Linked DNA regions of Mus musculus: region 2 is linked to region 1. A link is a contact called in public promoter capture Hi-C data. All regions are on one chromosome and are shown on one strand. The core of a region is the stretch at or near the end of the contact, and the rest is flanking DNA. Distances in the headings are between cores, read along the strand shown.

Region 1 (7,907 bases), core at 1,478-3,977:
TTTTTTGAGACGGTGTCTGACCCTAGCCAGGCTCCTCTGTAACTAAAGGCAGTTCTCCTTTCTTAGCCTCTCAAGTGCTTGGAGGATGTGTGAGCCCCCACACCGTGCTTGGACAGTTGTTGTTATTGTTGTTAATATCAATATTATTGAGTTAGGATCTCACTGTGTACTCATGGCTGACCCGGATCTCACGGTGGAGACCAGACTGCCCTCAAACTCACAGAGCTCCATCTGCCTCTGCTTCCCAAGTGCTGAGGTGAAATGTGTGTATCCATTAAGAATTTATTATGCAGGGCTGGAGAGATGGCTTAGCGGTTAAGAGCACTGACTGCTCTTCTGAAGGTCCTGAGTTCAAATCCCAGCAACCACATGGTGGCTCACAACCATCTATAATGAGATCTGACTCCCTCTTCTGGAGTGTCAGAAGACAACTGCAGTGTTCTTACATATAATAAATAAATCTCTTTTTTAAAAGAATTTATTATGCTGGGTGTGGTGGCACACTTCTCTAATCGCAGCATTCAAAAAACAAAACCAAAAAAAACAACAAAATAGAATTAACTTTTTGTAAGACTCAAACATCCAACAAAGCAGAAAAAACAGCTCTCCCTCCCCATTACCCTCCTCCTGGTTCCCAGAGCTGGCGGAGTCTGGGCAGTGTTGAGTCACGCAAGCCTTCTCTCCCCAAACCTCAGTTCTTTAGACCAGTTTTTTAATCGGGTGGGCAAGATTGCAGCCCAGCTGATGACCTGAGTTTGACCCAAAGTTCCACAAAATAGGAGGAGAGATCTGACCTCTGACCTCCACCTTTGCGCCTTATGGTCCTTGCATGCACCTACGTACAATAAATAAATGTAACAACAAAAAATTAATGTAAACTTTATTTTGCTGGGTTATTTTGCAGCAATGGTATGGGGGCTCCTGTAAACACATCTTGACTCAGGAACAGGGCAAGGGTAGTTTGGGAGCTGGGGTTCCTGACTGGCAGATAGTGGCAGTGTAGGAATGGGACCTCACAGTGCCCAGGCTGCCAGTCACCATATGGAGACCTGTATGGTAAGTCAGGCCTGGCTGTTTTACCAACCTGGAGTCCCTTTCTTGGAGAATCTTCCAAGATGCATTTGGGCTCAGAAGTCAGGGGAGAGAATAGACTGTGTAAAGAAAGGTAAGGCAGTTGTGACTCCAGGCAGAGACACAGCTACTGGGCTTTGGTCTTTGGTGGCCTGCATATATGGCACCTTCTCCCTGCTGCCTGATGTCCCAACTGCCTGTTGCCACAGGGCTGCTGACAGGTAGTGATGGTGACCTCGGGGAGGATGCAGCTCACAGCTCACATGTCTTTCCAGAATGGCATCATCACTGGTGTGTTCCCCGCGAGTCCCTCCAGCTGGCTTATCGTGGTGGTGGGTGTGATATCATCCATGCATACCAAAGTGGACCCCTCCCTGGGCATGATTGCAAAGATCAATCGGACCCTAGACACCACGTGAGTAACCCACCTCCACCCTCTGCATCTTGAAGAAGATGGTGGTACCTCTGTTGACTGTCCTCGCTCTGAAATGTCTGAGTACAACTATGCTATCGCTGTTTTTCCGCATGCTCTTTGCCCTCCTGACCTGCTATTGAAAGTCTGCAGACACTGCCACCCTTCTTCTGAAGACTAGGCTAAGAGTGGCAGAGGCACGGGGACCTGCCTTCCAGGTGTCTGTCTCCTGAGGTCAAGATGGAGACAGTGATGACCTCAGAGGGCATCTCTGCCCCAGAAGATGGCTCCAAGTGTGGCTGTTGCCCTGGAGTTGGTCCATCCAGTGATCTGGTCCTCTGAACTTACTGCCGGTCATTGCTTAGGGACAACTCAGCCCTTGGCCCCTTCACAGTGGCTTAGATGCCTGCAGGGAAGTGCGTTACTCCTTGGCTTTGAGTTTTAGTTTATTCTGGGAACTTAAAAAAGTAGATGTCATCCTGTCTAGGGACAAATCCTGGCCATCTTCTGGTTTTTCTTTTTCTTTTCTTTTCTTTTCTTTTCTTTTCTTTTCTTTTCTCTTCTCTTCTCTTCTGTTCTCTTTCTTTCTTTCTTCCTTTCTTTCTTTCTTTCTTTCTTTCTTTCTTTCTCCCTTCCTTTCTTCCTTCCTTCCTTCCTTCCTTCCTTTTTTTTTTTTTGAGACAGGGTCTCACCGTATAGCTCCAGCTGTTCTGGCCTAGAACTCAGGGATCTTATCTCTGTCTGTCTCTGTCTGTCTGTCTGTCTCTCTCTCTCTCTCTCTCTCTCTCTCTCTCTCTCTCTCTCTCTCTCCTGGTTGTTCAGCTGTAGATACTGTATGCTAGGAAGGATTGCACAAGCAAACAGATGAGAGAGTGGCCCCAGGGAACACTCACAGCTGGAGGAGTTGGTTTCTGCTGACTCAGAGCAACTAGCAGATTTAACCCAGCAGTGTGGCATGTTTAAGACAGCTTGAATAGGTGCTCGGGAATCCTGGAGGTCAGTCTTTAATGGGTCTGCATGCCCTGCCTTCTGATTGAGACACCCAGGAGTGACTGAGAAGCCAGCCAGCTCCTCAGCCTCCAGCCCTCCTGGCAGCATTGGTCATTCCTTTGTAAGCAACTGTAGGAAACAAGATAAAAATGCCTGTCCAGGCATCCTGCCAAGGGTCCTGTCTGCCTGGGGCCTGGAACATCGAGCTGGGGCTAGGTTCTCAGAAGCAGCTGGCAGAGCTGGTCACTAAAGACTGGACCTGTGCTGTCCTGAGAGGTGAGGAAAGTCCTGTGAACGCTCACCCTGCTTCCCTGAGTGTTGAGCTGGCTGCCAGGCCCAAGGCAGCTGTGAGGCCAACAGCCAAGCTTTGCTCTTACATGGGCTGTGTGTCTCAAAGCCGGATTGCACACAGCCACGCCAGCTACTAAAACCTTGCTTAATCTCAGTCTTTATACGATTTGTTTCTTTGTCCCTTAGACTCTATTTTCGTAAACTGGGTCATGTCTGGCTCAAATTTAGAAAGGTCAGGTGAAGGCTCAGAGACTTGCAGCCTGAGGGGCTGTTCTGGAAGCATCTTTCCAGTGTGGGTGGAGTGCCTGTGTCTCCTAGGCTGCTTTGGTTTTGTTTGCTGAGATCTGAAAGGAAGGCCATAGAGGTTATCAGCACAGCTGAAAGTGAAATTACTTTTTTGTCCTTATTGGATTTTTTTTTTTTTTTTTGGTTTTTTGAGACAGGGTCTCTGTGTAGCCCTGGCTGTCCTGGAACTTGCTATGTTGCTATGTTGACCAACCTTGTCTCATGAACTCATAGAGATCTACTTGCCTCTACATGTGACACCATGCCCAGCTTGGATTTTTTCTTTAAATTTTATTCTGTGTGTATGTGTACTATACGTGTGCCTGGTGCCTTCAGAGGTCAGAAGAGGGCATCAGATCCCCTGAGACCAGAGTTTCAGATGAGTGTGAGCCACTGTGTATCTGTTCCCATCAGCTGCAGGAGGAAGCATCTTCCAATGACAGTTGTGCTAGGCACCCATCCTGTTCTTCTGGGAGGCGAGGCCTCCAGAGCATAGGTCTCTCACATGATGTTAATGTTTTCCAATATCAGAGCTCTGAAGGTTAGATATGCTACTACTTTGATCATTTGGGACCTCTTATGTTATGTTTTGCTTTTAGATTTATTTATTTTTATGTATTATGTGTTAGTCACATATTATGCATATATGTTTTTAAGAATTGTCTATTTATTTTAGTACACTATAGCTGTCCTCAGACACACCTGAAGAGAGCATCAGATTCCTTTACAGATGGTTGTGAGCCACCATGTGGTTGCTGGGAATTGAACTCAGGACCTCTGGAAGAGCAGTCAGTGCTCTTAACCTCTGAGCCATCTCTCCAGCCTCATATTATGCATATATTATGTATGTATGTGTGTATGTGTGTATGTATGTATGTATGTGCCTGCAGGCCAGAAGAGGGCACCAGATCTCATTATAGATCAGCCACCATTTGGTTGCTGGGAATTGAACTTAAGATAACTGGAAGAGCAGCCAGTGTGCTTAACCTCTGAGCCAGACTCGATCTCTTTTATTTGTTCCTTGACAATTGCATACACGTCAACAGGATACCTTGATTTAACCCATCCCAACTCTCCACTCAAACCTTTTTAAAAACCCGCTGAGTTCCCTTAGCGCCCCCTGCTGGAGGATCCCTGGTCGGCCAGCTGGCTTGGTCCACTTCTCAGTGAGTCTTGTCTGCAGCAGCCATGTTGTGTTCACATCTGGCTGCACCCTTTCCACCCCTTCTTCCATGATGTCCCCTGAGCCATGAAGGGGAAGGGCTAGTTTTTATTTTTGTCACTATTTTTCCTTTTCTAAAACAACTGAAATAACCCCTCAAATAGCAGCACTTTGTTTTGAGTTTTCTTTCATAGTCGGTGACTTTGATTTTTAACTATTTAAAAATCTTTTAAGTTTTTTAAAAGATTTATTTATTTTTATTTATGTGGGGATTTTTTGGCTTTGTTTTGTTCTGTTTTTGTGTTTGAGACAAGGTCTTATGTAGACCATGCTAGTCTTGAACTCACAGAGGTCTACCTGCCTCTGCCTCCAGCTTGCTGGGATATTTGAGTTTCTTATAAATAAAGACAGCATTTAAGGTTATATCTGAGGACTGGGGATATAACTCAGGGGTTGAGCCCCTGCCTAGAAAGCATGAAGCCCATAGTTCACCCCTGGGCACAGCAAAACCCAGCAAATGCTAGCAAAGTATGTTTGAGAGACTGGCAAAGCATTATAATCTGAAGAAAACGGGCCAGGATCCCTTTGAGCAGCAGTTGGCAGGTCCCACCCACTGGGAGCAGTTGCCATCGTGAGCAGCTCTCTGCCCCACAGGAGCCTCTCCACCATTCCTCCAGAGACTGGAAAAACTGTGTGTTGTTCAAGACTGCTCAGGTCGCTGGCCGGCCTCTTGATTCTTCCTTGGGCCTCCAGAGACAGGCCACTCTGCTGCACCCAGCCAAGGCTGGCCCATTTTGAGAGGAATAGAGACTGCCAGGGCGCTTGGAGAACTGGGGTCCCTCAGGCTTCTTCTGCAGCCTGCTCACTCCTGTCGCTGGGAGGGTGCTTGGTCAGCCCGCTTTCTGGTAGCTGCCATTACCACCTTCCATGCTGACGTCTTAGCTCCTTGTCTGCTCCATCCTCACAGTGGCCGCATGTCAAGCCAGACGAAGAACATCGTGAGTGGCGTCCTCTTTGGCACAGGGCTCTGGGTGGCGATCATCATGACTATGCGCTACTCGCTGAAGGTGCTGCTCTCCTACCATGGCTGGATGTTTGCAGAGCACGGCAAAATGAGCCGCAGCACCAGAATCTGGATGGTAACCACCCGTCACCCACCAGGGGACCCGCTCCGAGTCAGAGCAGGACCCTTGCCTCCTTAGACCTTTCCTCCTCTGTTCCTTGGTGTGTAACCTGTCCCCAGCCTCTGGCTATGGGAGAGCTATGGCTCATGACACTTGCATGGATGGAGCCAGGGCTGCTTTTGCTAATGGTTTCTGGGAGTTCTGCCATCTCTCTGTTCACCTCTGTGTGACCTGTGGTTCAGGCTGGATATTGAGCATAAGTACCACCCAGGAGGTCTTTGTAGCCTTAGGGGCCACTTTGCAGGCAGACACCAGACGGTTTTCTGAGTTGGTCAGATCACATGATTTACCCTAATCCGTCAGTGTTCTCTATTTCTTCGTGACCTTAAGGCCAAGGCACCATGTTTAAGAGAGAGAGAGGGTTATACCATATACATGTGTGTTTGTTAAATTATAACTGGTTGTGAAGGCTTTTGTTGTTGTTTAGTTTTGGTTTTTGAGATGGGGGCTCATGTCACCCTGGCTGGCCATTTCCTGACTGTAGCCAATGATGACCTTGAGTTTCTGGTTCTCCTGCACCACCATGCCTGATGTTTATGAGATGCCAGTGACCAAACCCAGAGCTTCATGCCTGGCTTACCCAGATGAGCCGTCTGCCCAGGGAAGGACATCCAAAGCCCCAACGAGCTGCTTTTATAAGCTTAGCTCTCTGGAGTAGGGGGAGGAGGATGACGGATCACTCCTGGGACCTCCCTCTTTGGCACTCAGACCCCAGCCTTTCCTTCCCACACACACCATTGTATGGCTGTCACATATCCCCCACCCACCCACCCACATATTGTCACCCCTCTTGGCTTCTGATTTTTATAAAGAAAAGGTCATTTTCTGCACCCAAGGTTTGTAAAGGATTTCAGTGAATCTGGTTCTGGTAACATTGCCTTTCAAATGCTTGTTACTGGAGCTCCTCCTTTGTGCATGGGAGGAGTAGGTCAGCTTGGCCTTGACTTGCGGGCCAGTGTGCCCCCATGCCCGCACTTGTGAACGTCTTCAAGGTCCCTTTGCTGCCCACCACGCACTCCTGGCCTCCATCTTTCACAAACCAGCTTCCACCTTATATATTAGTTTTTTAATGTCTAGAGTAGCAAAACTTAACCAACAGGCTTAACACAGTGTCCTCTAGGATGGCCCTGTGGCTGCTGTTGAGCTGAGTCCCAGCACTTCCTGAGCATCGCAAATGAGAATCACCGACTACACCTTGAACCCTTAGAGATGCCCTAGCTCCTGCCAGCAGGAGGCAGCTGCCTTCCATAGCTGGCCTGCAAAATCTTCCTACAGGCTGTGGGGGGAGCTCACTCTCTAGGCTGCTTGACCTGATGGGCAGGGACACACTGCTGCCCCTGGGGGTGGCTTGAGGGTCAGGCACCTCAGCTGATCCTACTCCCTATGTGCAGAGCGGGCACCAGCCTCAAATCAAGGACCTTCCAGGAGGAGGCAGACAGCCCTCCTGCAGAATCGGGAAGGACAGTAGGCAGCCACACCAGAAGACTTCTCTTTTCAGCTGAGCTCTCGGTGGGACCGGAGCCTGATGGTGTAGACCAGGGATGGCTCTGTCATAAAACACTCAGAGAGTCAAACGCAGTTGAACCCTGGCTTTGGTTCTTTAACACAGCCTCATCTTTGAAAACGTAACTTGTATCTCCAGGCTATGGTCAAGGTCTTCTCGGGTCGAAAGCCCATGTTGTACAGCTTCCAGACGTCTCTGCCGCGCCTGCCTGTCCCAGCTGTCAAAGATACCGTGAGCAGGGTAGGTATTATCCACACTCCTGCTGAGATGCCAGTGTCCTTGGGATCCATGTTTCTGCCTAATTGTGACTGTAAATTAAAGTTCTTAATCTTTGTTATTGCTCTGCAGTCTCTCCTGTAGGGTTATTATAAGAATGTTCCCCTGTCTCCCACCCCACAGAGTCCTTGCACTGGCTAGACAAGTGTTCTACCAGTGAGCTACATCCACAGCCCTTTGATATATATATATATATTGGATACAGGTCTTTCTAGTTAGCACACACTGGCCTTGAATCTTTTTTTGTTTGCTTGTTTGGTTGGGGCTTTTGTTTTGTTTTGTTTTTCTCGACAGGGTTTCTCCATGTAGCCTTGACTGTCCTGGACTGACTTTGTACACTGGGCTGTCCTAGAACTCCCAGAGATCCTCCTGCCTCTGCCTCCTAAGCACTGGTATTAAAGGCATGCGCAACCACTTCTGGTGAACATTTTAAGATCTACTCACCTTTTGCTTTATATGTGGGAGTGTTTGACTTTGTGTATGTATGTACACCATATGCTCGCAGTGCCTGAGGAGGCCAGAAGAGGGTGTTGGATTCCCTGGGACTGGGGTTACAGATGACTGTGAGCCTCCAAGTGAATGTTAGCGACAGAGCCTGGGTCCTCTGCAAGAGTAGCCAGTGTTCTTCCCTACCATCCATCCCTCAGCCCCATGACCTTGAACTCCTGATCTCTTGCTGTAGCCTCCTGATGGTAGACGAGTTTCACTATCCATGGCTTGATACTGTTTTCT
Region 2 (7,907 bases), core at 1,405-3,904, 120 kb after region 1:
GCAAGACAGACTGTAGATTTATCTAGACTAGACATCTCACAGAACAAGGTGAAATTCCCTCCCAGAAGCTCTGTTTTATAGACACAGGCTTTCCTCAAACTTTTCATTCTGTTTATAATACAATTCTTTGGATATGAAAAGAAAGAAACATTGTCTGAAGTTCACAACCAGCAAATATAATGCAAATGTATACATACATACATACATACATACATACATACATACATACATACAGATATGTTCATGTGTATACACATGTACTTTTATTTATCAACCCTATACATCTAGACAAAGCTACAGCAACTGACAGAAACTGGGATCAGAGAGCCCTCATCAGTTCTCAGTCTGGCATAGTGCCTGGGAAGATAAAAGTAGCAATGAATTTCCTGCTTGTATCTGCTTTCTATTAATGTATGGAAGCCAGTATGCCCAAAATGAAGAGCTGTCATACTCTATAAGCAAAGTGTTGCCAAAATCATATGTCTCAACCTAGAAAGCAACACACATGGCTGTAGTAATATTAAGGGGCACTCTGTTCAGTACTGCCATCTTGGCTTGGGTGAGCAGCAAGCTCTAACATCGCCATCCTCTTAGCACAGAAACGGTTCTAAATTCAATCTGACCCACTGGCATGTCCCAAGCCTGCGTGTGATGTGAGATGCTAGAGGTGTCATCTTACTCTGACACCCATCCACTCAATAGAGGGAACAGCTTATTCCTTCCACAGTCTAGGAGATGCTAGGAAAGCAGAAAGTACTAGAGCAGAACATAATGGCCAGAGGCACATCTGTCACAAGGCACTGGCTCACTGCTCAGGCCACATCCCCGGCAGGGTTACCATGTTACTAACTCTCCTCACTCTGCACACTTGGGCTCTGAGTAGGAAGCCTAACTTCAAACAGGAATGAGAGCTTTAACCCGTTACAAGTTACAAACTGACACTGGGCTAACAGTGGAGACCAGGATGAAACTGTTAGGATAACCTTGACCCTCTTTCTCCAGGAAAATGTTTTGGATCAGATTCATTTTAAAACATAATTAGTTCACAGTGTAACTATGTAAAATAGAGCTACTGTAAGCCTGTCAGTCAGAAAAGAGTGACTAGTAATTACTCCATACATATGGAGGTCACATGTGATGGATGAAGCCCCTAAGCCTGGGCTGTCTCAGGATGACAGCTTTGTAGACTGGATTGAATAAGAGAGAAAACACCCCAGACATGACTCTAGAACCAGGACTAAGCAAGGCAATGCACTTTCTAGATGCCTAAAAATAACTTCTAGATTACATCAGTAGCTGTAAGTTTAGGCATCTACAAAGTCTTCAGTTTGATTTACAGGGGTGGGAAGAAGGCATGTGTGACAGCTTACCAACATGGTCAGGAAGATGTTAAAAGCATCCTTCCTATCTAACCATCCATCTATCCATCTATCTATCTATCTATCTATCTATCTATCTAAATTACATTCATTTTGTGTATGTGTGCAAGTCAGTTTAATTCTCTCTTTCTACTATGTGTGGGTTCTAGGCTCAAAGTCAGACCCGTGGGTTCAGCAGCATCTCAATGGCCAAGCCACTTCATTGGTCCAGGCATCTTTTTTCTTAGTACTATTTTAATACTATATTTTAACTGGTACAAACCACCTTGACAGTTCACATTTGATTCACTAAGCTTTGTTCTAGGGCTACAGCAATGCACTTGAGCTCACGCCTGGTCAAGCTGACTGAATATTCTACGGTGTAAAAGTGACAGTGCAGAATATTGCCAACACACACAGGGCTGCTTGCAGCAGTTTGCTGTGTTGGATTGCGTGGGAAGCTGGTGCTTCTTGAAAGCAAGATGTGTTCTGTTTAAGGCACTGATTTTCCACAGTGCTCCCTAACTCTAAATTTAGGAGAATGGCTGCCAAAAGAAGCTAGTGTCAAAAAGAAAAACAAAACAAACCAAAAACCAAAAACCAAACCCAGAAGGAAACCAGGAAGTACTATAAACTTTTACTTCAAATCCATCTGAGAAAGGCTAAAGGTCTCAGCATCAAGAGCAAGCAACTGTCTAGAAGTAATGATGGGCATGCAACTTGCAAGCAAAAAACAACCACACAAGAAAATCAGAAGCTTCACAATGACCCCACTGCGACTGAGAGTCAGAAAGAAGCCAAGCACCATCAGTATATAGTGTAGCAATGTTTCCTTAATCCCACTGTCACACCAATGCTGGACCAGACAGCTAAGGACAGCTTTCCCTCATGAACAGGAGACATCTGCTTCTATTCTGAACTCTCAAACTCAACCTCCAGTAGAAATATAAATTCAACCATCAGTTTTCCAAGAATGACTAAAGAATGATAAATCAGTATGTATTGATACTGATCTTTTTTTTTTTTGCTGTTGTTAAAAGGATAAAAATGCAGTCAATACATGGAGTTGATCAATTTGGGGGCAGGAATGGCAAGAATGCTTTCAGCTAAAACTTCATTTAGATGCCATGTAACACAGTTAAAGAGCACCAAGGAAGGATTATCTAGATCACCACGTGGTCCAGATTACTGCACAAAATCCACTCCAATGCTCTCATTCTTATTTCTGTCCCTCTTAACCAAGGTCTGTGCCGGGAATCTAAGTAAGGATGCACTACCATTAAGGCCTGCCCAGTCAGCATGTGAGGTGACATGTAGTGCTCACTAATGTCATCATTCCTCACTGTTTCCCAGAACACAACAGTATCAGCCTACCTGGCAAGGTCCCAGACCTCTCTGTTCCAATCATTTTGCCTAATTGGTAGCAAACCCAAACCACATTCTAATAGTGACAGATGCTGATCCCAAGGGGCAGCTAAACTAAGCATTTAAGATAAAAACAAATAGCAAAGCTTTAGGTGTGACTCACTTGCTGTAAAGAGGAATCCTGTGAGAAACCCGTGTCTTTAAAGTCAATTTCATCATCACTGGATGAATGAATATGGCAGGTTGTAACCTATATGCATAAAAATGTAAAAAACTATTTAACATTGAAAAGTGTTGGACATTTGCATTAGCATTTTTAATGGAATAAATTATCACATTCAGCTTTTGTTTCAATATACTAAAAACAAACAAAAAAACCAAAATAAAACAAACAAACCAAAAAAACCCAAAACCAAAATACAAACAAACAAACAAAAAAACTAACAACAAACCCAGAAATAACAGTTAAGTGGTCAAGCACACCCAGTCAATCTAGAGTCCACTCTGGCTACCCACCCAGCTGGCTGGTGTTTTCGCTCCTCAGGAATAGCATCTCCAGGAATTGCAGAGGAAGAAGGAAGGTTCCTCCATTGAAGGGGGAAGGCAGAAGTAACAGTGAAGTGCAGATGAAACAAAAACAGCAGGTATGCATCAGGCCTTGTGGGCAAAACACTGCTCTAAGGATCACTCATGAGCCACAAGGAAGGTCAACCGTACAGGTAAGCATTTTATTTCCTTCTTAACTTTCCTGCCTATACCAAGAAAGGCACTGGCCTGGCCACAAATGCTCATTCAACAGTTTTCTGATCAATAAAAGACCCTCTGAAAATCTGCCCTCCCTGCCCCACAGAGAATAAGTAGTCTACTCTCTATAACTTAAAAAACAAACAACAAAAAAAAAAACCCCACCCCCCCATACACACACACAAAAAACCTACCAACATGAACTGCTCACCATTCATGGCCAACTGATATAAGCACCGACCAAGCCCAGCACTGATAATAGTTCTTACTGCTAGCACATATAACAATGAACGATCAGTAAAATTCTAGAAGGAAATGTTCTATTTCTGAAAGTCACTTCTACTGAAGTCTCTTAAGAGTTCTCTATACTGGCTTACCAAGTAGCCTAGGCTTGCCTCAGGCTTGATCTACCTGCTTCACTCACCTTCCCAAGAGCTGGGATTATAGTCATGTGTCCCATGATGTCTGCTCTTTTGTTCTGGGTAAATGTGTACTAAACATAAGTAAAACAAGTGTCCTCTGCCAACCCTGAGGCTGTGCTTCATAGTCTGACATCAGCCAGCCAGTATGTACCATGCTAAGCCGATATATACCTGGGTACAACCAGAGCACAGGACACAGAATCAGGACAATTTAAACAAGCTAGCAGTCCCGAATGAGCTCCAGCAGAGACCTGGCTGCTCCCAGGAGTCCTCCTGTCTAACTGCAGCTATGCTGCAAAGAATCCATCAGAATGGTTCTCAGTCCGTGCCTCTCAACCCCGTTGGGGATCCAATAGCAGGTGTCCCGCATATCGGGTATTTACAGTATGGTTCATAACAGCAGCACAATTACAGTTATGGAGTAGCAACGAAATAATTGTATGGAGGTCACTACAGCATGAGGAACTATATTAAAGGGCTGCAGCGTTATGAAGGCTGAAAACCACTGCCATAGGCTTTCTTCCCTATAAAAAAACAAGAGTTAATCATGTCATTAAATAGAGGAAACTTCTGTGGAACAATGAGGCAGGGCCAGACACATGATTCCTTTACAGGGGTTGCTTAACTGTTGCCCTCACCGTTGGAGTTACTTACGCTAGGTAGGCCTTAAACTAAGGATCCTTTTGCTTCAACTAACATCACTGGGTACACACACACTTACTTTACAATGTATTCTCTAAAAATAGTTTTAGCCAATTATGATTCCTAACAGCACAATGTAGGCAGCCCTTCAGCTGTGTTAATGGAGGGTGTGACTCTGAGGACACCCACACAATAAGAACCTGAAAGAATCAGTGAATTAAAGAGAGGATTTCATTGCCTCGTGGGGTATCAGAATCCCAACCCATTCATCACCAACTCGGTGCAGCCCAAGTGCTTGATCAACAGCACACACAGCCTTTCTGAGGCACCAGAAGCTCAAAGGTGCCAGCTCCATGCTCCTTAGCTAAAACCTCGGCTGCTTTTTTATCTTGTTCTTAGCTGCTCAGCCACCCTCACACTGCAACTGCCCTACCATGGCTCACGACGGCACCATCAGCTGGCGAGTGAGTTAACGTCAGCGAGGCAGCTTTCCCTATGTTGGCCCAGAAGCCACAGAATCTTCCCACATGTACATGGAATTATGTCACTTTTTATATCTAAACCTAGTGGTTTCTTATCTAAATGCAAAGCTAAAGTCCCACTGTCTACGTCTGTCCTCACTTCCACTCTTATTTGGGCTAACACAGCAGCCAGAGATTCTGCATCTACCTACTGCAAACACTTGCAGTCCCTCCTCTGGAGTCTTTGTACTTTGTTTCCCTCTGCGGACTACACCACCTGCAATAAAGTTGTCCTTGACCAGGGTTTAAAGTTTATTATTAGTCTGTCTCTGTCTGTAATGTGGTGTGTGTGTGTCTAAAAGTATTGTTAAAAAATACACATGTAGAGGCTAGAGGACAACTGTTTAGTCAGTTCTTGACTTCCATATTTACATGGATTCTAGAGATGGAATTCAGATCTTCAGGTGTGCTTACCTGCTGGGCCATTTCACTAGTCCATTGACAACCTATATCTGGAACTTCCCAATTCAATTTGCTCCCTGGTATTCGATCCTCAGCACTGTGACCTACAACAGGCTATTCAACAAAGCGCTGCTTCCCGAGCGTCTATGGCTCCCTTGCACTGCAGGCACTTGACTAGCAGGGCATGCAAGCAAGCGCGCTCTTCCATGACAGCACTCCAGTACTGCTAATGTGTTAGATCAGGGACAACTGAGTCACTGCTTTACCAAGGCTCCAAGAGAACACGCTAAGCATGTGGAGACTGCTGAGACTCATTAGCAATGCTACCATAACCTCCTTACTGGAACTCTCCTAAGTTTCTGCCACCTTCAGGGCTGGGGACAGACAATCTTGCTCATATCTTAGCTGGCTACATCGGCAGGAAATTCACACAAGCACATGCCTATCACTGCTATATCTGTCAATGCTTCTAAAATACTCTCTTCACAGGGGAGATAAGTAAAGCCTGAGACAAATTCAATTTTTCAAGGTAGTACAAAACATTTTCCTTTTTTATTTAAGTCCATTTTTAGTTTAGAGGTTTAGGCAAAATTTAGGTGAAAATAAAACACCAAATCTTAAAGTTGGGTGTGGTGGTGCATGCTTGTAATCCAAACATTTGAGAGGCCGAGGCAGAAGATCAGGGTTTAAATCCAGCCTGGGCTACAAACTGAAATACTACAAAAACAAAGCCCAACAACCCAGGCTAAAGCATACAATTTTAACATTCTAGCTCCCTCACAGTGGCTGCACAGGAACCTTCTGCACACATATTTAGCTGAATTAGATAGAATGCTGCAGTGGGAGCCACAGGAGCTAGGGTCAGCACAGCTTATGATGACATGTGGTGAAGGTTGGGGGGAATAGAAACTATCTTTTTTTTTTTTTTTTTTTTTTTTTTTTTTTTTTTTTGGTTTTTTTTGAGACAGGGTTTCTCTGTATAGCCCTGGCTGTCCTGGAACTCACTCTGTAGCCCTGGCTGTCCTCGAACTCAGAAATCCACCTGTCTCTGCCTCCCAAGTGCTGGGATTAAAGGCGTGCGCCACTACGCCCGGCTGAAACTATCTTTTTATGAACATTAAAATACAAATGGCCAAAAGCAACATACCAATGTAGTAACTCAGGTTATGAACACTCCACAACACTGCGAAGAGGCATCTGAGCCATCTTAAAAGCAACCCCGGAAGGCAGCAGATCCAGAAATCTATTTGGCATATTCAATTCATTACTCAACTGGTAATTTCACTGGGGAATGTGCTTTTACTAAGACCATAAACTGCATTCGTAGGCACTGTCACCTTGAAAACAAGGATAAACAAGGCCCACGGTATAATAGTCTATTGCCCTCCTAGAATATGTGCCTAAACCTACCAAGATAAAGTGAATATATTCTGGAGAGGGAAATAACCTGAAGGAAAAAGCTAAACCCTTCTTTGGTAGCTAGACTATCCTTAAATATTTAAGAAAGATCTGTAGTTCTGAAAATTCCCTACCTGAAGGGCTTATAGCTAAATGCAGAAATATGGAGAAAGTCTCTGGGGCCAAAGAACTGAAAAGGCCTTAAGCAAACCCAACAATGTCAACACAACACAATCTTGGGAGAGAAGGCAACCTAATAGGATGTCAGCACGATTTGAAGAACTTTTAATTGACTGACTGATTGATTAAATCTGGTTGTTTGGGAGGGGTTCACACATTCCATGGCACACAAACTTGTAGAAAGTTTGGTACCTGCTCCAACTATGTGAGTTTCGGGGATCAACCCCAGATTAAACATGGCGGCAGGAGCTTTTTATCCACAGCACCATCTAACTATCCTGCTTGCAGGTCGCTCTACATCCAATACCTTGCTATGCAGGCTGGCTTCTCTCAAGCCTAGTGCGAGTATCTCCTACTGAGAGTATCTGTGGTCCAAGAACAATGACATCTCAGGGAGAAAGGAACTCTACTTTGGTGAAAGATGGTGTTTATCCCAGCTTCCCTTCAATGCAGCACAGGTGGAAAAGCCTGCCAAGACGAATGGAGCAGGCCTGCTTGCTCTGCGATGCTCTCACTCATGCGCTCACTAGGTAGAACCTCTCTGACTGCATGCTCTATGCTATATGCAAAGCAGCTGAGAACTGGCTGTGTGGGCAGCCACGGCAGCCTCCTTTACTACAGACTGCTCTCAAAGACATCTGCAGCAAGCAAATCTACCTAAGCTTTTTTTGGGTGCCGGGAGGGGAGCAGGGTAGGAGGGGAGCTTTTCATGTAGTTCAGGCCTCAAACCTGCAAAGTAGTTAAGGCCACCCTGAAAGCCTTGGGTTTCCCCCACCTGTGTGTTTCTGTACGTGCAGTGCACGTGTGGGTGCCTATGGAGGGTGGTGTATGAACTGGAGCTCATCACTTTCACGAGGCTGGGATCACCCTGACTC

What was found. Capture Hi-C pulls out chosen DNA fragments and counts their contacts.
Region 2: a contact with region 1 is called in a promoter capture Hi-C map of pancreatic islet. A contact is called at or near these places in 10 of 39 promoter capture datasets (the 3T3-L1 cell line, the C10 cell line, the HPC-7 cell line and 5 more), 2 of 130 datasets of targeted methods (bone marrow-derived macrophages and embryonic stem cells) and 4 of 9 other capture datasets (adipose tissue, embryonic stem cells, liver and 1 more).

The regions. Positions count from the first base shown.
Region 1 is chr19:3,351,139-3,359,045 of GRCm38.p6, forward strand. Cpt1a (carnitine palmitoyltransferase 1a, liver) reads left to right here. Exons shown (of 19, transcript NM_013495.2): 3 at 1,347-1,486; 4 at 5,179-5,350; 5 at 7,038-7,139. Among named protein-coding and RNA genes, the nearest start is that of Gm36532, 22 kb to the right of the region's middle.
Region 2 is chr19:3,475,392-3,483,298 of GRCm38.p6, forward strand. It overlaps Ppp6r3 (protein phosphatase 6, regulatory subunit 3), which reads right to left. Exons shown (of 24, transcript NM_028999.1): 15 at 2,887-2,973. Among named protein-coding and RNA genes, the nearest start is that of Gm23940, 11 kb to the right of the region's middle.